2 separate regions of the Ovis aries genome follow, and region 1 is linked to region 2. Evidence: chromatin contacts called from public Hi-C data. All regions are on one chromosome and are shown on one strand. Each heading gives the region's core, a stretch centred on a gene start, on an enhancer-like site or on the middle of the called end of the contact. The rest is flanking DNA. Distances are from core to core; before and after follow the strand shown.

The links. Hi-C and Micro-C count contacts between places; a contact is called where the count stands out from the background.
Region 1: a Hi-C map of omental adipose tissue shows a contact between it and region 2, with 2.1 times the contacts expected there. The contact joins the enhancer-like site here to the promoter of NBEAL2 in region 2. A contact is called at or near these places in 6 of 16 Hi-C or Micro-C datasets (blood, omental adipose tissue and retroperitoneal adipose tissue).

Annotation. Positions count from the first base shown.
Region 1 is chr19:52,576,722-52,582,795 of ARS-UI_Ramb_v3.0, reverse strand. CCDC12 (coiled-coil domain containing 12) reads right to left here. Exons shown (of 7, transcript XM_004018503.6): 2 at 4,797-4,864. Among named protein-coding and RNA genes, the nearest start is that of CCDC12, 34 kb to the right of the region's middle. Within about 2 kb of position 2,470, at least 25 of the 54 cell types and tissues checked have an H3K27ac peak or open chromatin away from gene starts, as enhancers often do.
Region 2 is chr19:52,542,961-52,549,431 of ARS-UI_Ramb_v3.0, reverse strand. It overlaps NBEAL2 (neurobeachin like 2), which reads left to right and starts at 4,123. Exons shown (of 53, transcript XM_042236339.2): 1 at 4,123-4,245. The coding sequence starts at 4,195. CCDC12 (coiled-coil domain containing 12) reads right to left here and starts at 3,955. Exons shown (of 7, transcript XM_004018503.6): 1 at 1,520-3,955. The coding sequence starts at 1,885.

The DNA of each region.
Region 1 (6,074 bases), core at 1,221-3,720, 35 kb before region 2:
AAGCTCCACACACAGCAGCCCGCACACAGGCCGGGCCCTTGGCTAACTCCACAGGGCAGCAAAGAGAGAGAGGTCCTGGGAGCTGCTTCTTAATAAAAGCAAGACAGAGATACTGGGACAGACCTGCCACGCCCTGGGGGAGGCAGAAGTGCCCCCCACCCGCCAGCCTGTCAGCCAGATGGGACTAGATGTGGGTCCTTCTTCCCCACGAGCTCTTCTGAGCTCTCTGCACTGCTGGCCCCTCGGAAGTCCTGGGAACATTTCCCCAACAGGAGGCTTCCTGCAGTGTCTCACCTAGGGGACCCTGTGTCCGTGCCAGGGAAATGTGGCTGATTTCTCCAGCTGCGGCACAGGCAAGCTCAAGTGAAGGAGTCCAGAAGGTGTGTGTGGCTACACAAATCAGCACGGGGCATGGTCTCAACTCGGGGCTTTTGTGAGCCTCACCCGCCCTCAGCCAGGGCCCCATGGCCTGCAGTCCTGGGGCTTGGCTAAACCCCCATGTCCTGGGGCCATACCAGCCAGGCTGGTGTGGAAGAAGCCTGCTGCCCACTCCCAGGGTCTGCCTTCTCTATGAAGCAGGGACACCGCCCTGAATCCCATCCCCTAACGCCTGCCTCAGGCCGGGAGGTAAATGCCAGGTCCCTGAAGCACGCGGGGAAAGTGGGGCAGGATCGCTAACGCTGACTTTCATTTATAACAGGGTGGGGAGAAAAGCGGAAGAGAAACTGGGTGTGGGAAGAAACCTGCAGGGATTAGTGAGAATAAGAAACACCCGCCACTCTCAGAAACCGGCTCCAGGGCCAGGGTCCTGAGAGGAGGGGAGAGGAGAGTCCAGCGGGAGCTGAGCCCTGAGATCACAGCAGCCACACCCGAGCACCCCCTGGTGCCCAGGCTTCAGAAGGCTGGCCGGCATGAGGGGGACACAGCGGGGGACGGGGGGGCCAGAGGCATCAGCTGGTGGGCTGGCTGCTCAGCGACTACTGCCCCCACCAGCCGCGCTGCCTACCATTCCCCTATCCTCCCCTAGAGCTGAGCACTGGTCACACGGTCAAGAACACCCGGGTCCCAGTCTCTGTGGGACTACCCCATCCTGAGGTCCGATTTCCACACTTGTAAACAAGGAGGCCTGCTAGGTGTGTCCAGCTCTGTGGAGCACGGTTCAAGCCCTGATTCACTCAGCTGAGAGCTAATGAGGAGACTGACCCACACTGATGTCCAATTAACTGCTCCTCCCGCCCCACCCTGATTACTGCCAAATGGCGAAAGTCTCTGGACAGACTTCCTGGGGCACTTGGTGCTGCTCTAGGGTCTAGCCTTTCTAACAAAGGACCAAGGTTGAATTTCCTCCTTCTGCAACTTAAATTTAAAAAAAGGAGGCAGGGGCAGAATTCACTCTTCTGGAGGCCACTAGGGCCACACGCTGGTTCTGCTGCTCCAATTTTATGTTTTTAGAAATTTTTTGTCACCCCCATTTTGGAATGAAGTAGCTGCTCAGGGGAGGGGGTGAAAAGAGTTCCATTCTGCCAACACTGTGAAAGTGAAAGAGTGAAAGCCACTTAGTTGTGTCCGACTCTTTGCGACCCCATGAACTGTAGCCCACCAGGCTCCTCTGTCCATGGGATTTTCCAGAGAATGCTGAGGGTAGCTGTTCCCTTCTTCGGGGGATCTTCCCAACCCAGGGATCGAACCCGAGTCTCCGTCAGTGTAGGCAAATTCTTTACCATCTTTACCAGCCACCACCCTGGGCCCAAATCCCAGCTCTGATGCTTCTGAGACAGGACGGGAAGGCTCATGCTTTCACTGGCCTCCGTGTGAAAATCAAGGATTGCGTTTCTCTTGAGGCTGCAGATGATACAGACTGTGGACATCAACCCTGAACAGAGTGGTGCTCTGCAGAGCAGGGGTCAGATCTCACAGGCGTGTCCCACTGCTGCCCTGGAAGCCCCCTCCCAAACCCTGAGTGCTTTCTGCCTGTTAGGATGGCACGAAGGCAGACTGTCCCGAAGGCAGATGGGAAGGAACAGCCCAGCAGACACATGCAGCCTACAGAGGCTTCTTGCAATACTGCCCACGCAGGTGGCAAGTGGCCCACAGCATGGCAGGGATGTGCCTGTCACACACCAAGTGGCAGGGCGGGCCAGCCAGAGGACAGCCTCCCACGTCTCCCCAGTGAGTCCTGGAGCGGGAGTGACGCAACTCAGGGGCTGTGGGTGGGGGCCGCTCTCATCCTCACTGCCACGTTGCTCCCTGTCTGCTGAATCAAGCTCGCGTCACCGGTCTGTGAGACGCCCTGGTGCACAGCCACCATCCTGGGGACCCAACTGGCAGACAGGGGAAGGCCTGGCACTGACCAGCCTAAAGGGCTTGGGCACTGGGCCAGAGCTGGGCCGGGCCTCTGCTGGGGTGGGACCTCTCCACACAGGAGTTGCAGAACCGGTTCTCCATCCCCAAGAAGGAAGGTGAGTGGCCTACTTCCTTCTGCGGTACAAGACGCTCACCGAGGGGGAACCGCCATCCCTGAGCGGTGACTGCTCTGGCTGGGTGCTGACCACGATCTCAAGCCAGGGGCTGTGGGGGCTGAGGGTTTGGGGCTGGCTTGTTCAGACACTTAACAGGACACGCTCCTCTGCCCCGTGCCCAGTGGAGTGTGCAACGTCACTCGTTTCCTCCCACCTGGCTGGGTGGCCATGACTGTCAGGCACAAGCCCTACCCTCGACATACCTCCACGGCACACACCAGCCGACTTGGCATCAGGAGGAAGTGACTGAGGGCTTACGAAAAACACAAGCAACTGACATGAGTGTCCCTTTCTGAGGCCAGGTCTCCAGGGCTGTGGGGTCACCTCTTCTCTAGGCGGCAAGCAGGGAGGCTGTGTTAGAGATGAGCCACGAGGGAAGGAGGGCTGGGAGAGGAAAGACCCAGCCCAGAGGAGAAGCAGGGGTCCTCCTGGGGGTGGGAACATGTCTTTCCTTCACACAGTGCCTGGTCGGCCTTTGGGGAACTGACTCTCAGTAAATGGGGATTTGGTTGTAGGGGAATGGGGCAGGATTTATCCTGAAGAGAGTAAGAAAAAAAAAATGTTTTTCAGGTATTCTGAGTTATAGATTCCATGTAATACAAATTGAAACTCTAGCAAACTTTTTATTTATATTAGTTTATCATTATTTTTAACAAGTAGGCAACAATAGACACATACACTTATATGATGACGACGTTCTGAAATTTCAAGAGGAACTGGCATGAGACAGTGTGCCCCTCCCACCTTCTCTGAAATACCCACAGATGGGCCACTAAGGACTGGGTTAAGATAACAGGGAGGGTACCACATCCAGAAAGCCCCCCCTTCCTCTCCCACTTTCCACAGCACGTCACTGTCCCCCTCTGTCACCTTCAGCAAGCTTTTAAAATAGATATTAACAAGCTGACTCTAAAATTTATAAGGAAAGCCAAAGGAACTAAAACAGCCATGATTCCTAAAAGGTCTCTGTGGACAGATGGGCCAGAGGACGGGCAGAGAGGAAGGTGGGTGATTCCCCAGCAAGGCTGGTGAGGGGTGAGGTACCGGGGTGCCTGCCTCTCGTCCTGCTGGACTTTCCCATTTCCTCAGCCGCCACCCCTGACCCTGCACTGTATCTGGGCAGACGACTGAATCTGAGAAATGACTCAGGCTCCAGGCAGCAATCAAAAACCTGAGGATAAACCCAGAGGAAACCAAAGGGTCTCTCAGCAGTTACCACAGAAAGGAGAAAACTGCAGGCACCCACCGCCAAGCCCCTGAGCCTGTGGTCACTTGGCAAATAAAAAGCAACAACCTGGCCTTTGTCTCTGTCACCAGCGCAGGCTGCACAACGTGCTGGGGGCGCTGAGCCCCAACGAGAAACCACAGAGCCCAGAGCTGGGGTGACCAGGTCCCTGCACCAGCATGGAGCATCACCAGCCTCCTCAGCACAGGGCCGTCGCCATCTCTGAAAACAAGTGAGGTGGCGAGACCCCAGGGCCTCCGTGAGGACGGTGTGAACACACTTTGCAAACTGTGAAGTCACACACGTGCAGACACACCTGTGCCCCTGTGGGCTTGAAAAGGCCCCATCTCGTGTGAGATCGGAGCCTGAACACAAAGGCGCGGACGAGGCGCCGGCCCCCGGGGGAGGCTTCCACTCACCCTGGCGGAGGAGGCCAGGGCAGGCTGCGGTGTCGGGAAGTCGCCGGCCGAGCTTCCTCTGGGGGGCACCCTTCCAAAGCACAGCTCACTGGGATAAGCTTTCTCAGGGCCTCAGCAGCCAGTCCCGGGGACTTCCCTGGTGGTCAGTGGCAGAGGCTCCGCACTCCCAGTGCAGGAGGCCCGGGGTTCAATCCCTGGTCACGGAGCTCCAGATCCATATACTGCACGTAGGACCCAGCGCAGCCCAATAAACACACGTTAAGGAAAAAGAAAAGCTCCAGTCCTCACAGGGAGCAGGAACCCAGGCTGACGGCTGGAGCAGAGCCTGACACACCAGGGAGAGTCTGGACCTGATTCTGGGGTTGCTGCAGAACCATGCCACCCCAAGTATTTCAGAAAAGAGTGAGGAGACATAATGTGAGGGGTCTGGTGGCTAAAAAAATGGCCGGTGGCTGAGAGTCAGATAGCCAGTGAGGGCAAGGGTGCAGAAAAGGTCCCAACAGTAAGACTGTCCTGTCTGAACAAAGTGGCCATGGGGTGGAGAGGCAGCAACAGGACAGATGTGGACAGGATGATGCTGGGACGACGCGGAAACCGACAGGTACGGGAAGAGAGCTGAGTGCGAGGCGTTACCTGTGCTTCTCGCCTTCCTCCTCCCCTTCTCTGAGCTGCTTGGTGTTTGGCTCCCCGTCTTCCTTGTCCTGCAAAGGAAGGGAGAGAGACCACTGCTCAGATGAACACCCCTCCTTCCAGTCCACACTGCCCAGGCAGCTAACGGAGAATAGGACAGCCTGGCGAGGACCAGCCTGGGGTTCCGCCAAGCACACGCCTGCTGTAGCTGACAGGCATGTTGCTGGAGCCGCCCTTCCAGCCCTCGGCTCCCCCAGCAGAATTTAAAGCCCCTGACCCCAGCCCAGGCCCAGACCTGGGGAGCCCTCAGAGTGCATGTGCAGGAAGAGCTGGAAGGTCGTGGGTGCTGAGAGTTGACGCTGGTCAGGGTCAAGGAGGGCCCATGCTGGCAGGCCAGCAGCCACCCTCATGGGTCTGGATGGAGCCACCCTCAGGAGTCGGAAGGGACAGAGCGAAGACGAGTCACCGGGAGCTTTTGTCCCGCCTCCTGAAACAAAAGCTCAGGCCTCCTGAAACCCCTCCAGGCCAGAGGCTTCTCCAGAGATACCTATTTGGTTCATTGAAGAAGTATCACTCAAGTTAGGACTAGGCTTGTACAAGTTCATTCTTGCAATGTATTAAGTGGGGCAGAGGGCAGGGGAATTGGTTTGAACTTTCCATGGGAACAATTTCTTCTAAATCTGGTTCTATAAAAAAAAACATGTATTTATTTGGCTGTGACGAGTCTTAGTGGCAGCACACGGGATCTTCCATCTTTGCCACGGCATGCAGTGTGAACGCTTGGTTGCAGCAGGCAGGATCTAGTTCTCTGATCAGGGGTTGAACCTAGCCCCCTGCTGCGGGAGCGTGGAGTCTCAACCACAGGACCACCAGGGAAATCCCTAACTCTGGTTCTTTTATCTTCCTTGCCACGCCTGGACTTCCTTCCCCCACACCACCATCCTCCCCAGCCTCTCTGCAGGTCCAGAGGAGCCACGTCCATCTCAACCCTGACAGAGCACGCTTGCTCCCCAGGTATGCCGAGGGCGTGGCAGAAGGCCACCCCATGCTGTTTCCACTCCTTCCTTACCACAAAACCACGGCAGCTGGATCAGACCTGCCTGTGGACAAGTGAACACGGAGCCTGCTCTCACATACGCGGGCCCCCGTCCCCAGGGCCTTCCTGAGAGGCCCTGGGACACAGCCCTGTCTGGGGTCTCCCTGCACGCCAGGGCTGGCCCTCCAGAGGGAGTCCCTGTGCCCCTGATTACCAGCCATGACCTGCCTTTGACTCGCTGGAGC
Region 2 (6,471 bases), core at 2,874-5,373:
TAAGCCCAGGTGCCACAATTATTGTGCCTGTATCCCAGACCTCCACAAAAGGAGAAGCCACCTCAATGAGAAGCCCTGCGCACCACAACTAGAGTAGCTCCAGCTTGCTGCTGCTGGAGATAAGTCCACTCAGCAACAAAGACCCAGCAGAGCCAAAAATAAATATATAGTTTATTTAAAGGCCAGTTTTCTGATAGCCTGGGCCTCCTTCCCATTGCAAGGGGCATTGAGGATGCTGTTTTGTTCTTTGTGTTCTGCCCTCAAACCCAAATTCCAATCATCTGGGCCCTAAATCTAAGCCAACAGCTCCAGTCGACTAGCTACTGTTTATAAAGTTGAGGTCCTGAGCATCCCTGGGCCACGAAGTTTGCAGAGATGACTGACAGGACCGAAAAGTTGCCAATAAAAACAGAAGGCAATTCTGCTGGCTTTCACTCTCTATTACTTCCCCTTCCTCTTTTCTAGCAGGACATCAGAGAGCCATGCAGAAAAGCAACAAACCAAAGCGACCTGCCCGACTCTTTTTTTAGTTGGAAAATGGCCTCCCTGTTTTCCCCAATCCCTTGCAGGTCTAGATAACATCCTTTGTATTTTGCACACTTGAGGACAAAGTTTTTGCCCATCCAAACACAGCAGAATAAACAACGTCCATCCTCCGTACTCTACAGTCTCCAGTGCTCTTGCATATAGATAATCTAACAGAGTAAATAATCCAGTGAGAACGAACGTTTAGGGGTTGTTATCCTCCACTGGAGACATGAAGAAACCGAGGCTCACGGAGATGAAGCAATTTGTTCCACATCTCACAACCCCAAGTGACAGGTCCAGGGTTCGCACAGAAGCAGTGAGCCTCAGAGTTCTCCTTTCCCTCGATTACTTCCGAGAGAAGAACAAAGTAGAAACAGAATCAGGCCATTTTGGCTTCAAACAAGACCAAGGAACAACGCTTCCAAGTCTGGCACCCAGTAGGACTACACAGTCCAGCCCCAAAGAAGAGCCTGGTAAACAACTAAGCGCCCGCCTCTTTCCCCGAAGTCTACCCTAAATCTAGAAATGGATCTTTCTTGTCGGGTTTCTGTACTCAAGGCTTTCAGCCGGGCGCTCAGAGTACACTCCGTACTGCCATTCTCCGAGCGCTCTGGCATACAGGCCGGATGGTCATGCGAAAACGTTAGACTCAGCGTGTTCAGACGCGAACAAACCACGCCTAAACCAATGACCATGAGAAACTCGTAGTGGCCCTGGAGTCCCATACGGAAAACACAGGAGCCAAAGGGACTGCGGAGCGACGACCACTGCCCTACCCGTCGCTACGCATGCGCGACAGCACCTGCGAAGGACAAACAGCTCTAGCAAAGCCACATGGACTGGGCTGGCACAGACGCAGTGCGCATGCTCGAACCGCGCGCATGCGTGACCTCGGCCGTTGCCTTTTCCCAGCAGCCCCCTGCCCTCTCGTCGCTATGGCGGATCCAAATGTTGGTTACCTCAGCCACGGCCCTCACAGGGCATTCCTCACCTTGCGTCCGGTTTTCTCCCGTAGGGCCTTCAGCCGTTCCTTTCGCCGCAACGCCTCTTCCTCTAATCGGCCCACACCGGCCGCAGTCGCCGCCATCTTGCCCACAGACAACCCCCCCTCAACCTTCTTTCGCCCCTCAGCGCGCAGGCCCAAGGTGTAGATGAGCCTCTCACGGCCAATCCAGGGACGAGAATGGAAGAGCAGGAAGACCCGAAAGCCAACCAATGGACCCGCCTTCTTCCTCCCTCGCGACTGTCCGAATCTTCGGGGCCGGTAAAGAAGGCTCCAAGGCTCGATTCGTCCAATGCCAATTAGGGAAAAAGCGGCAAGAGCAGCCAGACCTGAGTGAAGGAGGATAGAGCGCATCGATCTCTCTGGTTTTTACCTAGGCGCCACTTTGCAATTGGCTGACCCATCTTTTTCTTCTGAGTAAACTCCGGGAGTTGGTGATGGACAGGGAGGCATGGCGTGCTGCAGTCCATGGGGTCGCAAAGAGTTGGACACGACTGAGCTACTGAACTAACCCATCTTTGTCCACTTCTGATTCTTCAAGGCTCGAATGCCTTCAGGAAGGCTTCCCTGACTGTCTCCATTCCGACCCCAGATTAAGTGGTCTGCCTTTCCTTTCCTCTTAAGATACCAGTGGCTTCCTTGATACACTTGTTCATGGGCCCCTGGGCCCTTCTCTGGCCGCTGTCAGCTCAGACAGAGCCTAAGCAGAGCAGGGCTTGGCTGAATGACCATTTTCCTCTGGGTTCAAGGATGCTCCCCTCCCACCTCGAACCCCTCATGGGGTGGCAGAGTACCCGGAGCCAGACTACCTAAACTGAAGAAGAGCAAACCCCAACCTGGGCCCAGGGGGCCCCAAGAGACCACTCTGAGCTTAGTTCCTGAGAACTAAGCTGACAGTTGGTGTGGCCTTGGCCAATAGGTGCACCGCTCCGCAGCTGGAGCTGCCACGGTATCCTTTCAAGTTAATTAACATGGCCTGACAACCGACAACAGAGAGACCTCTTTGGCCGAAGTCAGTATCTTCTGATAGCCTATCCAGATTCCCAGAGCCACACTTCCTCCCACCTCCTGAGGAGAGGAGCCCATGCCCTCCTCTTCCCCCCACCACCCACACCCACACCCGTGACTTGTCTCAACAAGGCCGTTCCCCGCTTGTGGTCTCCCTTCCCAGTCTGACAGCAGGTGGACACCCACTCCTTCCTTCCCAGTTCCCAACAGAGATCTCCAGGGCCACACAACCCTATTTAGCCTGTCCCCACAAATGACCCTCTTGACCTCTGTACCCTGGGCCTTTTGGTGCCCTTCCAGGTATCCAGGTGATACACAATAGGAAGGTAGTCAGTGCTCAGGAAATGTCAGAAGTAGGATGGATGGGGTAGGGAAAAAGGCCAGAGTGGAGGAGATGCCCGTGAACCCACGAGGACAGCACAGGATGGGTATGGAGACAGAGTGTGTCTCCTCTTGGCCACCCAGGGTCTAGTGGCTTCCAGACTCAATTCCTCCAATTGATGGTAACTCTCTGGGTCCTGCAACCCCACCCGCAGCCCCCCAGCAGCCCCAATAGAGGGCCTTACCCTTGGCCAACAACAAGGGCCCTCCTCACTTCTCAGGGTGCTGGGGAAGTAGGGAAAGAAGGATGCCCAGGGGTGATGGTGGCACTGGTTCTGAAAACTGTCTGGCATCTGTCCCTGTTCATGCTGCCCAAATGGTCCTCATTTGGCCCATCGGGGCTTCAGTTTCTCTGCCTGTCAAACAGAGGCACGAGGCACCCTTTAGCCTTTATTCTCTTGAAGTTAAAACAAAAGATGTGAACCAAGTGCTGAACCCTGGAGTGAAGGCTGCCTCCACTTGGAGCATCTAGGAAGGCTTCCTGAAGGAGGGGATCCAGGCGAGGTGAAAGCTACTGCTAAACAGGTGGAGGAAACTGCTCGCCCAGAGCTATTTGAGTTTTGTCCTAGTTTTCTTATCCCCTCGCCCCACTCCACACTCCCGTCGCACTATTCTGCTCCACTAACAATAGGATTAAAAAAAAAAAAGGTGGCACTTCGGTCTCCGCATAAAGCACTTAGACCAGCACCTGGCACGTATAAGTTCTACAAGTGGTCATCACGGTTATTGTCCTCACAACTTGTTGAAGGACACTGCCCATCTACCCGCGGCCCGCAGCCCCTTCCCCCAAGCCCGCGAGCCTCTCCCTTGCACGAATGGTGGCCGTCCAGCCAGGCGGGCTGCGTGTCAGTCAGGTCTAGACCTGGGGCAAGTCTGGAATCCCAGACCCCGACCCCAGTCCGGAAGGCTCAGATTGGCCCTACCCGAGGCACTGGTAGCGCGCGGATTTGGGGGAGGGGTGCGGGGCCGCTGGGCGCCCTCCGGGCCGCCCTGACTTCAGGCTCCTCCTCCCGCCGGGCTCCCCGCCCTCTGCTCGGTCCCGGGAGGGGCGGGGCGGCGGTGGCAGCCGCCGAAGTGCAGGAAGCCGGGCGGCGGCCGACCGGGAGGAGGAGCGCGGCGGGGGCCAGTACTACTTCCCCCAGTAGTACCGGGCCGCTCCGCCCTGGAGTGACGCCCTCCGCCCATGGGCCTGGCCGAGGGCAACCGGCGGGCGGCGCGGAGGAGGAGGCGGTGGCGGCAGGTGGCGTGCAGCAGCGCCGGAGCCCGATCGGGCCATGGCCGCCTCGGAGCGGCTCTACGAGTTGTGGCTGCTCTACTACGCGCAGGTGAGCCCGCCCCGCCCCGCGCTCGCCGGGCCCCCAGCTCCGCGCGCCCGGCGCCTGCTGCACCTGCGCTCGGCGCAACCTGGGCCGCGTATTTGCGCGCGAGCCGGGGTTGCTCCGGCTCCGCACGCACGTGTGCGCCCCCGGCCCGCTGGTGCCTCTGGCGTTTACACCTTGGGGTCTGTCCTCGCGGGCGCGCGCCACGCTGGAGCCTCTTGGGTGCTGACTGGGTAGCATCGGTTGTGCCGGAGGAGAGGGGCCTGGACCAAGCCGGCCTTTATCTCTTTTACACATGGGGAAACTGAGGCCCCGGCGGGGGGTCCAGGTTGGGAGGCTTACTTTGCATTTGGGCTTGCTCCTCCTGACGGCTGTGCCCAGTTGGGTAGTCTTGGTCTACGGGTCTGAGTGGGCTTGGTGGGAGGTCACTACTTCTGTCTTGGGTCAACTCATCAGATCCGCTGCAGCGAACTGACCGTGGTGAGTTCCTGACCCCAGCCGGCCCCATCCCAACCCCGGGCGCGGAGGAGGGTGTGGGTTACCGGGGGTCCAGCCCAAAGAAAAGATTTTCTCTGGATGCTCAGGGTGGAGATGGGGAATGCAGACTAGCTGGGAGGGATGTTTGAAAGGGATGGAGGGATACCATTTTCTCCTGAGATTCTCATCCTGCCTCATTGACTACCTTAAGTGGCCTCAAGGTGATGGGAGCAACCCAGGTGTCCCCCAAACTGTATCGAACACATAGGGCCCCACTTTCCTTCTGTATCCACAGCAAGGAGAGAACCCAGGGCAACACCCCTCTGCCCTTCACCCAGCACCAACTTTCCTCCTTGCACCTGCCTCGCATCACACTCCTGGCTCAGGCGCACCTTGGGCACAATGGACTATTGTGTGCTCCTGATCTGGGCACTGGGGGGAAGTTCATGCTCGTATCAGCCGGCCCTCTGAGAAGAGGCTAGCCCACTGTCTCTCAGGACTGCAGGCTAGGTCTGGGGCCCCAGGGACCAGGAATCCAGCCCACAAAGGCCATAGCTTCTTGAGCCCGCTCGGGTGGTGAGAAACCCAGGCATCTGGCAGGAGGCAGTGAATAGAGTAGAGTCCATCTTTGGTGTGATTCAGAGCATGCATGCTGTTTACACCCTGAGCTCCATTTCCATATCTGTAAATTTGGCACAGTCCTGGCCTGGAGTGGCCTGGACTCTGCAGAGGGGTAGCCAGTATGACTGGGGTAGCCAGTATGACTGGTCCAGGCCAGAGAAGCTTCCTGCTTCCCTGCTCCATTGGATCCGGTTCCCCTGGCTTCTCTGTCTCTATGTCCAAAGGCTGGTCCTTGTGATGGAGAAAAGCTTTAGGAGGAAACTTGCCACTGGCCCTTATGCTTCTCATTGCCCTCGTGGTTGCGGGCAGGTTCTTGGTCTTCACTTCCTTCAGTTGTAACCAGGTGAAGGGGGGCTTGGATGAGGTGATACATCTGAGGGATGTTAATTGTGCTTCTGATTGTCCCCGTGGTCGTGGGCGGGTTCTTGGTCGTGAGTTTCTTCTCTTGTGATCAGGTGAAGGGCTTGAACGAGGTGATGAGTCTGAGGGCTGTTAATGGTGGGTCTTCAGGCAGGGTGGCATGCTTCTGGGGGAAGGTGTGTCTTGGTTCCCCAGAACCAAACCTCCAACACGGGTGCCTCCTGCTGCCCCTTCTAGCTGAGTTCTGCAGGCAGTCAGTTCCTCACAGGTGTTTAGCATTCACCTGTGCTGAGTCCCTTCTCTGCCTCCCACTCCTCACCTCACTGGGGAGGTGTGGGGCACAGCCTAGCTGGTTGTAGCCTTGGAAGCCTGGGCAGGCAGGGGACAGCCTGGGGCCAGGCAAACAAATCCAGGATATGAGTGTGAACCCCGGAGCCGGGAGGGGCCAGGTTTCCTGGGGAGAGGAAGCTCCAGCCAGCCTCCCAGCACGGCCTTCCTGCCGGCTTGGTCCTGCTGCTCCCGGAACGTGGTCTCCACCCTCTGCACTGGGCTCCCAGGGAGTGGTTGGAGTGGTTGGTGGCTGCCCGCGTCAGAGCCCTGCAGGGACCTATTGTGTATGTGCTCAGGGGAGTGGAAGATAGGTAAGGGGTTGAACTGATAGAGGCTATTAAGAAACCCTGAGCTGGCCAGCCACCCAGCCAGTAGGTCCCCCAATACTTTCACCCCTCCCTTCAGCAGTGAGAGCTGACATCAGCTGGTAAACCTGTTTCCCCA